Regions from separate parts of the Sus scrofa genome. Here region 2 is linked to region 1. Evidence: chromatin contacts called from public HiChIP or PLAC-seq data. All regions are on one chromosome and are shown on one strand. The core of a region is the stretch at or near the end of the contact, and the rest is flanking DNA. Distances in the headings are between cores, read along the strand shown. Region 1 overlaps BMP2K (BMP-2-inducible protein kinase). Region 2 has its middle 130 kb from the start of BMP2K.

What was found. HiChIP or PLAC-seq counts read pairs in DNA pulled down with a chosen protein or histone mark.
Region 2: an H3K27ac HiChIP or PLAC-seq map of alveolar macrophages shows a contact between it and region 1. The contact joins two enhancer-like sites. A contact is called at or near these places in 1 of 47 Hi-C or Micro-C datasets (liver) and 2 of 2 datasets of contacts at active chromatin or transcription factors (alveolar macrophages and skeletal muscle).

The regions. Positions count from the first base shown.
Region 1 is chr8:138,766,502-138,772,113 of Sscrofa11.1, forward strand. All of the region lies in intron 1 of BMP2K (BMP-2-inducible protein kinase), which reads right to left. Among named protein-coding and RNA genes, the nearest start is that of BMP2K, 21 kb to the right of the region's middle. Within about 2 kb of position 2,105, at least 44 of the 83 cell types and tissues checked have an H3K27ac peak or open chromatin away from gene starts, as enhancers often do. A contact at or near this core is called in alveolar macrophages and skeletal muscle, where this site is marked.
Region 2 is chr8:138,914,081-138,919,692 of Sscrofa11.1, forward strand. No RefSeq gene overlaps it. Among named protein-coding and RNA genes, the nearest start is that of BMP2K, 130 kb to the left of the region's middle. Within about 2 kb of position 2,426, at least 16 of the 83 cell types and tissues checked have an H3K27ac peak or open chromatin away from gene starts, as enhancers often do. A contact at or near this core is called in alveolar macrophages and skeletal muscle, where this site is marked.

The DNA of each region.
Region 1 (5,612 bases), core at 855-3,354:
TACGATAACTGAGAAGGGTAAATGCAAATGAAGCACACCTTAAGAAAGAGAACTAAAAGATGTATCTGCATACAGCAGAGTGCTGATACATATCAATATGCAGCACCGAGTTAAGATGGAAAACGGGAAAGAGGCTGTGCGACGTGGAGGACATGGTGCCGAGATTCAATATACATCTGTCACCTGAGAGAGCTGGGAAGAGGCATTATTAGGCTATGGTTGAGAATTCTCCAGAACTGATGGAAGACACCAAGCAGCAGATCCAGAAAAATAAAATAATTCTATAATAAAATAACAGAAAACCATACTTAGACCATCACAAAGAGGACAGCACTGGAGTTCCCACTGTGGCCCAGCAGGTTAAGAACCAGACCAGTATCTATGATGATGAGGGTCTGATCCCTGGCCTCCCTCAGTGGGTTAAGGATCTGGCCCTGCCGTGGGCTGCAGTGTAGGTCACAGAGGCACCTCAGATCTGGCGTTGGTGTAGGCGGGCAGCTGCAACTCCAATTAGACCCCTAGCCTGGGAACTCCCTTATGCTACAGGTACCGCCCTAAAAAGGACAAAGAAAAAAAAAAGTACAGCACCAAAAAGAAACCCTCAAAGCCACCAGTGAGCACATGCAGATTAGGCACAAAGGCAAGCAGAGTGACTACCGACCTCTCAACAGTAAAAGGAAACAGAAGGCAGTGAAATGACACCACCAAAATGCTGACGGAAAATAACTATCAGCCTAGAATTCCGTATCAAGCAAAACTCTTTAGAATGAAGATGAAACAAAAACTTTTCAGCTTTATTATAAATGACCTTTACTGAAGGAACTTTAAAGGAAGATTGCGTCAGAGCAAAGGCAGTTGAGCCTAGATGGGAGGTCCGACATACAAGAAAGAATGACAAACCAAGTGGACAGCTATTAAACTCTGACTTATAAAACAACAGGCATAATGCCTAATCTGCCAACTACAGAAACGTGAAAATAAATGCAAAATCCTGGACAATATTATCATAAATCGGAGGAGAAAATGGGGATGCACGTAGGACTTAAGGCATTCTACAATTCTCAGAATATTTGTGCAACATATAGATAATTCAGTCCAAAACAAAAGCAAAGAAAGAATTTTTTTAAAAGAAGGATAATAATTAGCAAACATTGTTTAAAGAGATTCAAAGGACTCACCAGCAAAAGCAGGAGATAAATTAGAAAGGTATTTCGATATGAAGAAAAAGGTCTCAAAAGGACACAAGAAGAAGGTTAAGAGGTTAGTGAGACATTAATACACACCCCCCTCACCCCTGCAAGAGCCACTTCCATGTCCAGGCAAAAGATAGTAAGGGTACACAAACCAAGGAGGTGACACATTCATCTCGAGTTTCTCGCGTGGGTGACTTTTGTATGGACGTCCCTCCCAACGAAGACAGAGAAGGTGTTGATGTAGTGAGAAGTTTGGGGTTTTTTAATATTTTAACAGGGATGCCCTGTCTTCGGCAGTGGCAAGGAGGTGTGTACTCCATGGATAGAGATTTGGGGAATCTGTGTTTGTGAACTGAGCCATCACACAAACAGATCATGGGTATAACGGGCAGGTGAAACACCAACAGCAGGCAAAGAAAAACAAGCTCATCGAGCACTACGGAATCTTCTAACTCCATCTTAAAATATTTTGGACAATTGCTGTTAGGAAAATACTAAAAGAAAATTCTTTTTTAAAAAACTTTTGCTAGACACTGAAATGTTGACAAAGTTTTTAAAATAAATTCATTCTCCAAAAACTTATTTACGCTTTTAGTAGGTATCAGATATTTCTTGTACACAAGCAGGGCAATTCTAAAGTCTATTAACAAATGAATTGTTTGCCATTCTTTATTTTTAGATATTAACTTTATAATACAAATTATATTTTTATCAAATAAAAATAGCTCTATTTCAAAGCTTTGAAGACAGCTGTAGTTCCAGCCACTCCAATTTAAAATATTAACATGAAAGAGAAGGCAACACCCACTTTTTGCACATCTAGAAATTAAGCCAGCTTGACACTCAACGACCTGCACATGTAACTACATCCAGTCTTTGCTTTACTAAAGTAGAACCAAAATCACAACAACCCATAGTTAGCAAACAAAAACCACTAAAATTTGAATTACTGAACGTGCATGAGGAAGTGAGGAAGCATGGTAAGGCCACATGGTTCAATCCAAGTAAGAAACATTTTTTCTAAGTCACAGAAGATCTAGCAGGTACTGCACAGGCTGTTAGCTCCTCCCGGCAGTATCCTTTATCACTGCACCAGCCCCAACATGCTGATGCTTCTGCACGCACTTTGTATAACCATCTCAAGTGCCAAGTAAACACAGCGCCCTCTGTAATTACTTCAGAGGGGGAGGAGGGGCCTACTGAGAAAAACCACAACACAGAGCCAAAGTATCAGCAGAGAGCCAGTATCTACTACTCCAAGGCCTGAGAGCAAAACCTTGGCTCAGAAAACAGATACATATTTAAAAACGTTCTGTGTAAGCCTAAGAAAAGCACACTCCGCCAGTTTCACGTTGGCTGATCTTGATGTTACTAAACCCAATGGAGACTCAAACTGAAAGAACAGGTTGTGTAATTCCTCCTTTTCAAAGACGGCTCCAATCTGCTTCCTGGTTCGTCAGGCCTGTCAGGGAGAGCAGGGGATATTTTTCTCACCAGCCTCTACCACTCCCTAGGCTTACTATTCCATTGATTTAATCTGTATTTATCCTCTACCAACAGAAAACCACCCAGGATTGTTATCCAACTCTGTGCTTTCCAGCCGCTTGGCTAACCCCCGGGATCAGTGATGTTCATGGCAGAGTCTCCGTCAGCCTCGGGTGACCAGCAGGGCCCTCCAACCACAAGGAGGCCACTCTGAGGGCTGAGGGGGAGCCATCCTGGCACACCTGGAACCCACCTGCGCACACCGGCCTGACCACAGCACATCAGTAGGGAAGAGGTGGTCACACTCTTCTGACACTCAGAGATCAGACCAGACACAGCCTCACAAACACTGTACGAACTCTTAACAGAAGAGAGAGAAAAACTGTACTTAAACGCGTTAAATACATACACACGCAACACACAAACACAAGCATCAGCAGCAGAACCTCACCCCAAAAATCAAGTATCTGTATATAGGTTTGAAATATAAATTCTCTACACACTTTTATATCCCATTATTTTCATGGACATTATAAGACCCACAGCCACTATTATCTAAACTACTAAAAGACAAAAACTTGAGTACCACTTTTACATGACAAAAACCACAGAAAATCAAGGAATATACTATAGGGGAAATTTACATAATGGCCATGCACTCTCTGAAATCGACAGGGTTTATATGTATATAAATTTTCCTGAGAAAAGCATCTATATATCTTGCATTAAATTCTCAAGGAAACATGCAATTCAAAAAAAAAAAGTTATTTTTACTACTTCTATTGGAAGACGTAACTTTTTCCAAATTCTGGTCCTATATATCCCCCTTTTTTAAACAGTCTATGAACTAGCTCCTGAGGGTACCTGACCTACATTGGCTTCACATTTCTGTTCTAGAAAAATAGGAATCGTGCTGTTGCCATGTCTACTTAAGAATTGGTGAACACATCAAATTTGACAATGCAGGAGAAAGTTCTCTAGACAATTAGAAGTCTCTATCAAAATACGTCAATCTGTAATCATTTGATAATGTTGCCACTGATGCTGTTATCTGTGTGAGAACGGTCTATAAAGACATGTAAAATTTCAGACAGAACAAGCACCATAAAGAAAGTCAAAACAAGTTTTGTCTTAAAAGCATTGAAGGAGTTCCTGTCGTGGCTCCGTGGAAACAAATCTGACTAGTATCCATGAGGATGCAGGTTCGCCTCACTCAGTGGTTAAGGATCCGTCGCTGCCATGAGCTGCGGTGTGAGTAGCAGACAAGGCTCGGATCTGGCGTTGCTGTGGCTGTGGTGGGCCAGCGGCCACAGCTCCGATTCAACCCCTACCCTGGGAACCTCCAAATGCAGAGGGTGCAGCCCTACCAAAAAAAAAAAAAAATTACATCTTGGGAAGTACGCGATCATAAGCTTTTCTAAGAACAAACTCTTTCCAGAGTGAAATAATTCCTAGAAATGCCATAGAAAGAAAGCTAAGGAAAGAAATAAGACTGGTTATTTCCTACCTTGGTGGGTGTCTCTATACACTAACAATATTTCTAAAATTACTCCCATAACCTATAAATTACTTAATGCACTGTTCCCTTTGACCTTAATAAAGATGAGAGGGGCTTCAAAACAGGTCAGCCAAGTTTCTCACAGGGACCCAACAGGGACCGTGTTCCCTTCCTTTGTTTCTTTCAACCAAAATCTTACAAGATGTCTAGTAATTCTGACATTTATGACTTCAACAAATGGAGAGATATGCTATGTTCCTGGAAAAGAATACTCAATATTGTCAATATGCTCAGTTCCATATTAACATACAGTTTTCGTGTAATGCCTATGAAAATCCCAACGCTGCAGAATTATAGGGAGTGCTTGGTTTTCTGGACAGTTAGCTCAACCTAGGATGAACTCTCTGGGACTTAAGTCCAGGAATCTGTTCCATGAGCACCCGGTAAAGTTTAAGAACATCTGCACTATTACTCTAATGACTCTGGGGGGTATTTTCCTCTCCCTCCTAGGAGACTGGCTCAGGGAGAGAGTGACCTGTAGAAACAGCAGCAGCAGCATCACCTGAAAGCTTGCTCATAACGCAGAAGTCAGGCCCCATCTCAGATGCACTGAGTCAGAAGCTGTATTTTATTACATCTGGAGGTGATTCATATACCTATTAGAGTTTGAGAAGCGGTATGTTAGAGAATAAGACCCCTTCAAACTACATTTAAAAATTACTACATTTAAAACAAACGAGCTCTTGGAGTAGAATTCATTCTGCTCTTGAACCTCCCTGCTTGATCCCAGACCTGAGAATGCTCATCACAACCCCCATTCCTAAGACTGTGATGAGGTCAGTTCAGACTTTCCTTTATTTTCTAGTCATGACACCTTTTCCCCTCCCTTACCCTTCTTTTCTGTCCTACAGCAGAAAAGTCAGATTTTAGAATTAATGTTTGGGGTTTTGTTTTGCAGAACTGAAAAAGACTACATATAAACTTAGTTTCCTACCACTACAACTTTTTTTCTTCCTGTTTTACATCTGAAAATTCCATTCACAAATCCAAAGCCTGGGTTTTAAGTCTCAATCCTCTCTCACTCATTTCACAACTGCTTTCTCACCAGAGTATGAGGCTTCAAAAGCATCAAATTCTAGTCAACTCTTATTACTGTTAAATTTGTCTTTCCTTCCCAAATTCAGCATTATGCTAACCTCTCACTGGGACTCTGTGGCCTCACGACTCTTAAGTACAACTTTTTCCAGTTCCCTCTACAAGTCTTACACTCTGCAAGTCTTACTCTGCAATTCTGCAGCCCATCATGTGCTGTCTTAGCTGCCTCAAGGCTCTCTTCACCCAATGACCACACTCACGCATCATTCCCTAGTTGCAATTAACTGACTGCGAGATGAGGGCTCGCTCTATATCCTTTTTTCCACAGATTTTACTATGTG
Region 2 (5,612 bases), core at 1,176-3,675, 150 kb after region 1:
CTCCTTTCCTGTAAGTCTCCCAGCAACATCTTAGCACATGGGCACATAAAGTTGACCTTTCTAGATTATTTCTACCCCAAACCCTCCATTTCTTCCATCAACTCCTCGACCCCATAGTTCACAAAGTTACACCCACAGATATGGCTCCTATTTAAATAATCTGACTATTTTAGGATAATTTCCCCCACAAAGTGACCCTGACAAAAGGATCCAGGTATCCCAGGGGGTGCTGGAAGGTGAAAGCAGATGTAACCTAGAAACAGGAAGGGGGCCAATGCAGGGTGTATTATGAGCTGGTTATTGCTATGGGCAATTGGGGCTTATTCTTCCCCGGGTGGGGGGGTGTTTCTCTGGAAGGTGGTATAGATGGTACCTCTGAGTTTTCCCATCTCAGAGGGGAGTGCAATCAGGATTTGTCCACTGCCTGCCATCCGTCATTACTCAGTGGCTGTCCCAGGGCGCTGGCCCCCTGGTGCTGCTGTTCTGCCCTGGCTGGGGCCAAGGCAAGCTCTTGCAGCAAGGGAAAGGCTGGAGGCACCTGCAGGAGGAGCAGGTGCCGTGTGTGGATGCTGAGTCGAGGGGTCCTACACTTCCTCTCCAACCGGCTTTACTGTAACGTGGACCTAGACCTGCACCTACCTCCCCAGCCTTTCATCAGTGCGCCAGCCACTCCAGGCACATTATTTCATCCTCTTGACCATGGAAGTCGGCATTGCCCATATTTACATAAGAGGAAAGAAGCAGTTATGGTTAAGTAACATCACAAAAATTACCCAGCTAGTAAATCCTGGGACTTTGACTTAGAGACTCTTAAATCTATGCATTTTTCTAGTAGAGCAGAAATCCAGAGGCAGAATCTTGGGGAATACCCATCATTATGAGAAATGTCTTGAAGCAAGAAGAGCGGGATTGAGAGCAGAGACGGAGGGGTTATTTTAGAGTCATCGTGGGCCACTTTTCCTCTAAGACTGGTCCATGCTCTCCCCTACATTCATTTCTATTCACATAGCTTTCTAAAGCTTGCTGGGCCAGGATTTTATTTTTTTAATCCACAGGCCCTAACACAATTTCTAGGAACAAATAACAGATACAATGCAGTTTTTGGAATAAAAAATGCCTGGTAATAATGTAATGTAATAAGTGCTCAATTTTATTTAACAGTTATGTATCAATCACTTAGTAGGTACCAGGCACTGGGCTAGATGCTAAGAACACAATGATGGACCACAAATAGTCACTGACAGAAGGCACGAATCAATGAAAGACATGGTCTATTTTTCAATATGAAATATACCATGTTCTCAAACTAACTTTAATTATATAGAGCCATCCGCTAATGACAGCCCTTTAACTTTTGCCATTAAGATGAATCTAGTACTCAGCATTTTCTTTCTTGGTCTGAACCTGCCTAGGGTTATTTTCAGCATTTAACATTTAGATAATGTTCATAGGACTGCTGTTAAGATTAAATAAAATAATAACTGCCAAATCCCAAGCATTTTATATAATTTACCACACTTGCTAGTATCCATAGATTATAAGTTTCACAGAAATAGACACTGATTTATTTTATTTTATTAAAAATTTTTCCTGCTTTATGGAGGTAAATTGAAATTTTTGAGAAAGTTGTTTTGTAAATTGTCATATATATAACAAGATATATAAGCTTAAGGTATACCCTACGATGATTTGATATATACATATATTGCAAAACAATGACCATGATAAGCTTAGTTAATATCCATCACACATATAGCTGCAATTTTGGGGGGGGGGGTGTGAGATGAGAACTTGGAAGATTTGCTCTTCCAACAACTTTCAAATAAAGTATTGTTAATTATAATCACCTTTCTGTACATTCCATTCTCAGAACTTACTTCTAAGATACTGGTTTATTTTAATTTACCTGCATGTATATCCAGCTTTTATCATGCTTAGCACAGGAGGTCTTCAGTTAATATCGATGGGCTCAATAATTATTATAGATATTATTAGTTCAATGTCAAAGACTAAGTAAACACTCAAAGAGATTGAATAGATTTTCCCAATTTCTCAAATCTACTTGGGTAGCCGAGTTAGCACAAATGAGCTCTTTCTCACTCCACTGTGACTAAGGGCCTCTATAAGGCATGCGGCACAGTGCTGACCACACCGTGGGCAGTCAATAGTCCTCTTCCTTCATCGCTGCCTCATTAAAGATGTCTTGGGAACAAAGAGCAACTTTGCTGCTTGTCCTCCAGAAGCTTCTCCTCCTTCATTCAGCTTCCTCTCGTGACTCATATTCCTCTCCCACTCCAGGCCCTCTGGCTTCCCCTGTGGCTCAGGGCCGGGCACTGGTGACGCTCTGGACGTTTGCCTGCATGTCTACGATCCCTTCAACTCAAGCTGCGCCCGCCAGCGACGTGACCTTTAGAAGCTGCCAAGTCCCTGTTGCTGAGTGGTTCCTGCTGCTCTGTGCCTCATGAAGAAGGGGAGATGGAAGAGGAGCGTACTTCCCCCTCGGAAAGTATGAGAAACCCCAGACCAAGGAAGTTATGCAAGTGATGGGGAGAAGTTCGTTCAGGGTTTCAGCTCTGCCCATACACCTGTGCCTGGCCTTGGCACATTCTAGAGTTCTTGGCTCTCGATAGCTCAGTGACTGGGAAGCAGAAAACACACAGCCAACTGTTCACTTCTGGTCTGAGAACCTCCTGACCAGTTGCCTCAGATTTAAAGATATGTCACTGCCTTCTTTATCATGGTGGCTTTTGTCCTGTACTAGATGATTTTATGTTCTTGAGCTATAAACTTCCAAGGGACCAATTTTGACTTCAGTACTTGTGACTGTTAGAAGCTGATAATATATCATGAAGTTGCTTTGGGTGGGAAGCCAGGGGGTTCATGAGACCTCCAAGTTTCCAGAGCCTTCTCCCCCTTGGAGAAGGACCTCCAGAGTAAAGAGCTTTGCAATTGCTCTGCTATTGCTTTGAGGCACCAGTGTGAGAGTGTCTGGGACATGGACTTGGGAGCTGTGGATATCTCGGTTAGTATTATGATTCTAGAATGATCTAGTTGTGTGATGTAGGGTGGTACTTAGCCTTTCTGAGCCTCAGTTTCCTAACTGATAAATGGCGATAAATATTACCTACTTGGGAGTTCCAGTCGTGGCGCAGTGGTTAACGAATCCGACTAGAAACCATGAGGTTGTGGGTTCAATCCCTGGCCTTGCTCAGTGGGTTAAGGATCCAGCATTGCCGTGAGCTGTGGTGTAGGTCACAGACTCAGCTCGGATCCCGTGTTGCTTTGGCTCTGGCATAGGCTGGTGGCTATGGCTGCAATTGGACCCCTAGCCTGGGAACCTCCATATGCCGCGGGAGCGGACCTCAAAAGGCAGAAAAAAAAAAAAAGACAAAAAAAAATTACCTACTTGATGGCATTGAGGTTAAATGAGAGAACATCCATAAACTGCTCACACTCAGTGTTAAGAAATGGATGCCCATTATCACTGAAACACCAGGAAGGATGAGAAGACAGTTAACACCTAATGGCTCTTCAGGTCTGTTTTCTGAGAAGAGCATGTGAGATCTTAAAGCCAAAGCTGAATTCCCTCCTCTGAAAGGGAGATAAGAATGTTTGGAAAGCTGCAAAACATTGGTTATTAAACAGACCATGCAGTCCTGTGTCAGTTGCCCTGTATTTTTTTTTTTTTTTTTTTTTTTTAAGGGCCAAACCTGTGGCATATGGAGATTCCCAGGCTAGGGGTCGAATCGAAGCTGCAGCTGCCAGCCTACACCACACCCACATGGCAACTGTGGGATCTGAGCCACGCTGGCAACCTATGCCCCCACTCATGACAATGCTGCATGCTGCGCCACAAAGGGAACTCTGCCCTATAATTATTAATAATAAAACATTTGAAGCAAAAAGGATCATATGTATATACCAGGTATAGCAAGAGAGAATGGGGAATTGAGAAAAGGTGTAAATAGTATCAAATTGTTACTATATATCAGGTGTTGTAGTAGGTGCTCTTTGTTAGGTAACTTTTGTCACCTCATTTGATTCTTCATCTCTTCCACAACGGTTCTAATTATTCCCTCCCTGGGTCTCCTGACACTATGAGTTACATAAATTACTCCCATCTTTTAGAAAAATTGACATAGAACTGACATTAGTTTTAGGCATACAACATAATGATTTGATACATGTATATATTGCAAAATGATTAGCACAATAGGTTTAGTTGACATCTGTCATCACACTGCTACAATTTTTTTTTCTTGTGATGAGAACATTTCAGATGTATTCTCCTGGCAGTTTTCAGATGTACAGCACAGCATTCCAGCTGCAGTCCCCATGCTCTGCGTCACATCCCCAGGACTTATTTTCTGACAGTTCTAAGTCTGTATGTTTGACTACCTTCATCCATTTCATCCACCTCCCAAACCCCGCCTCTGGCGACCACCTGTTTTTCTCTGTATCTACGAGTTCTGATTTTTTGTCTTTTGGGTTTTTTTTTTTGGGGGGGCGGGTTGTTCTTTGGCCAGATCTGCAGCATATGGAAGTTCCCAGACCAGGGATCAAACCCAAGCTGCAGCTTCGATTTATGCCACAGCTGCAGCAATGCCAGTTCCTTAATCCTCTGTGCCACAGCCAGAACTCCGAGTCCTGGTTTTTTTGTTGTTGTTGTTTTTTTTTAGATTCCACATTTAGGTAAGATCATACACAATATTTGCTTTGTCTGTCTGACTTACTTCACTACTCCCATCTTATAAAGAAAAGGAAATAGTGAATCAGCCTCACTCAGTAATTTGCCCAAAGTTACGCAGCCAAGTAGGTGGTATTTGAAATCAGAGTGTAGCTCCAGAGCCTAGAGTCTTTCCTTTATACCCAGGAAGGGGGAGGTCAGGGAGACTGTTTTTCCTGAAGAAAGAAGACAGAACCATCCCACTGGGGAAGCCAAGGGCAGCCCAGGAGAGGGAGGACAACCACAGTGTCCCCAGGGCTGTGACCAGAGAAAGGTGGTGGAGTTTCCCCACCGGGGCTTTCTCTGGGTAGATGATACATTCTGGGAAACCTTGGACCTCCCAAGAAGTTTCTGGCTGTACCTGGTCCAACCAAACTACATACTCAACCCCAGAAGTAAGTGCGAGGAGGAAATCAAGAACGGACAGCTTGTCGCCTCGTGGCCAGGAAGGTCTCCGTGTTGAAATAATTAAAAGTAGACTAAACAGTGGAAAGACTTCGCTTTGTCTTGTCAGCATTGCTCAAGTCAGCCAGAAACGAAAGCAGAAGGCTGAGGAAGAGCCCAGAGGCAGAAAGAGGAAGAAAGGAGCTTTTCTCCTTCCTATCAGATCTTCTCTCTAGAAACATATTCGAACAAACCGGAGACATTCTCTAATCATTTCTGTTGAACTGAGCCCTCCAGTGACAGAGAGCTAAGCTGTGGGGCTGCCGCCCAGAAGCTCTGAAATAACTGTCAGTTGCTGGGGCTGGTGTGCCCTGCCTGCAGCACCGGTGCCACCTTAGAGTCCTGAGGTCCATGGGAGACACAGGAAGAGCCGGAAAAGTAGGACCCTTCCCAGCTGAACGTCACACCATGTCACCCACTTTCAAGGGAAGACCCAGTGTGG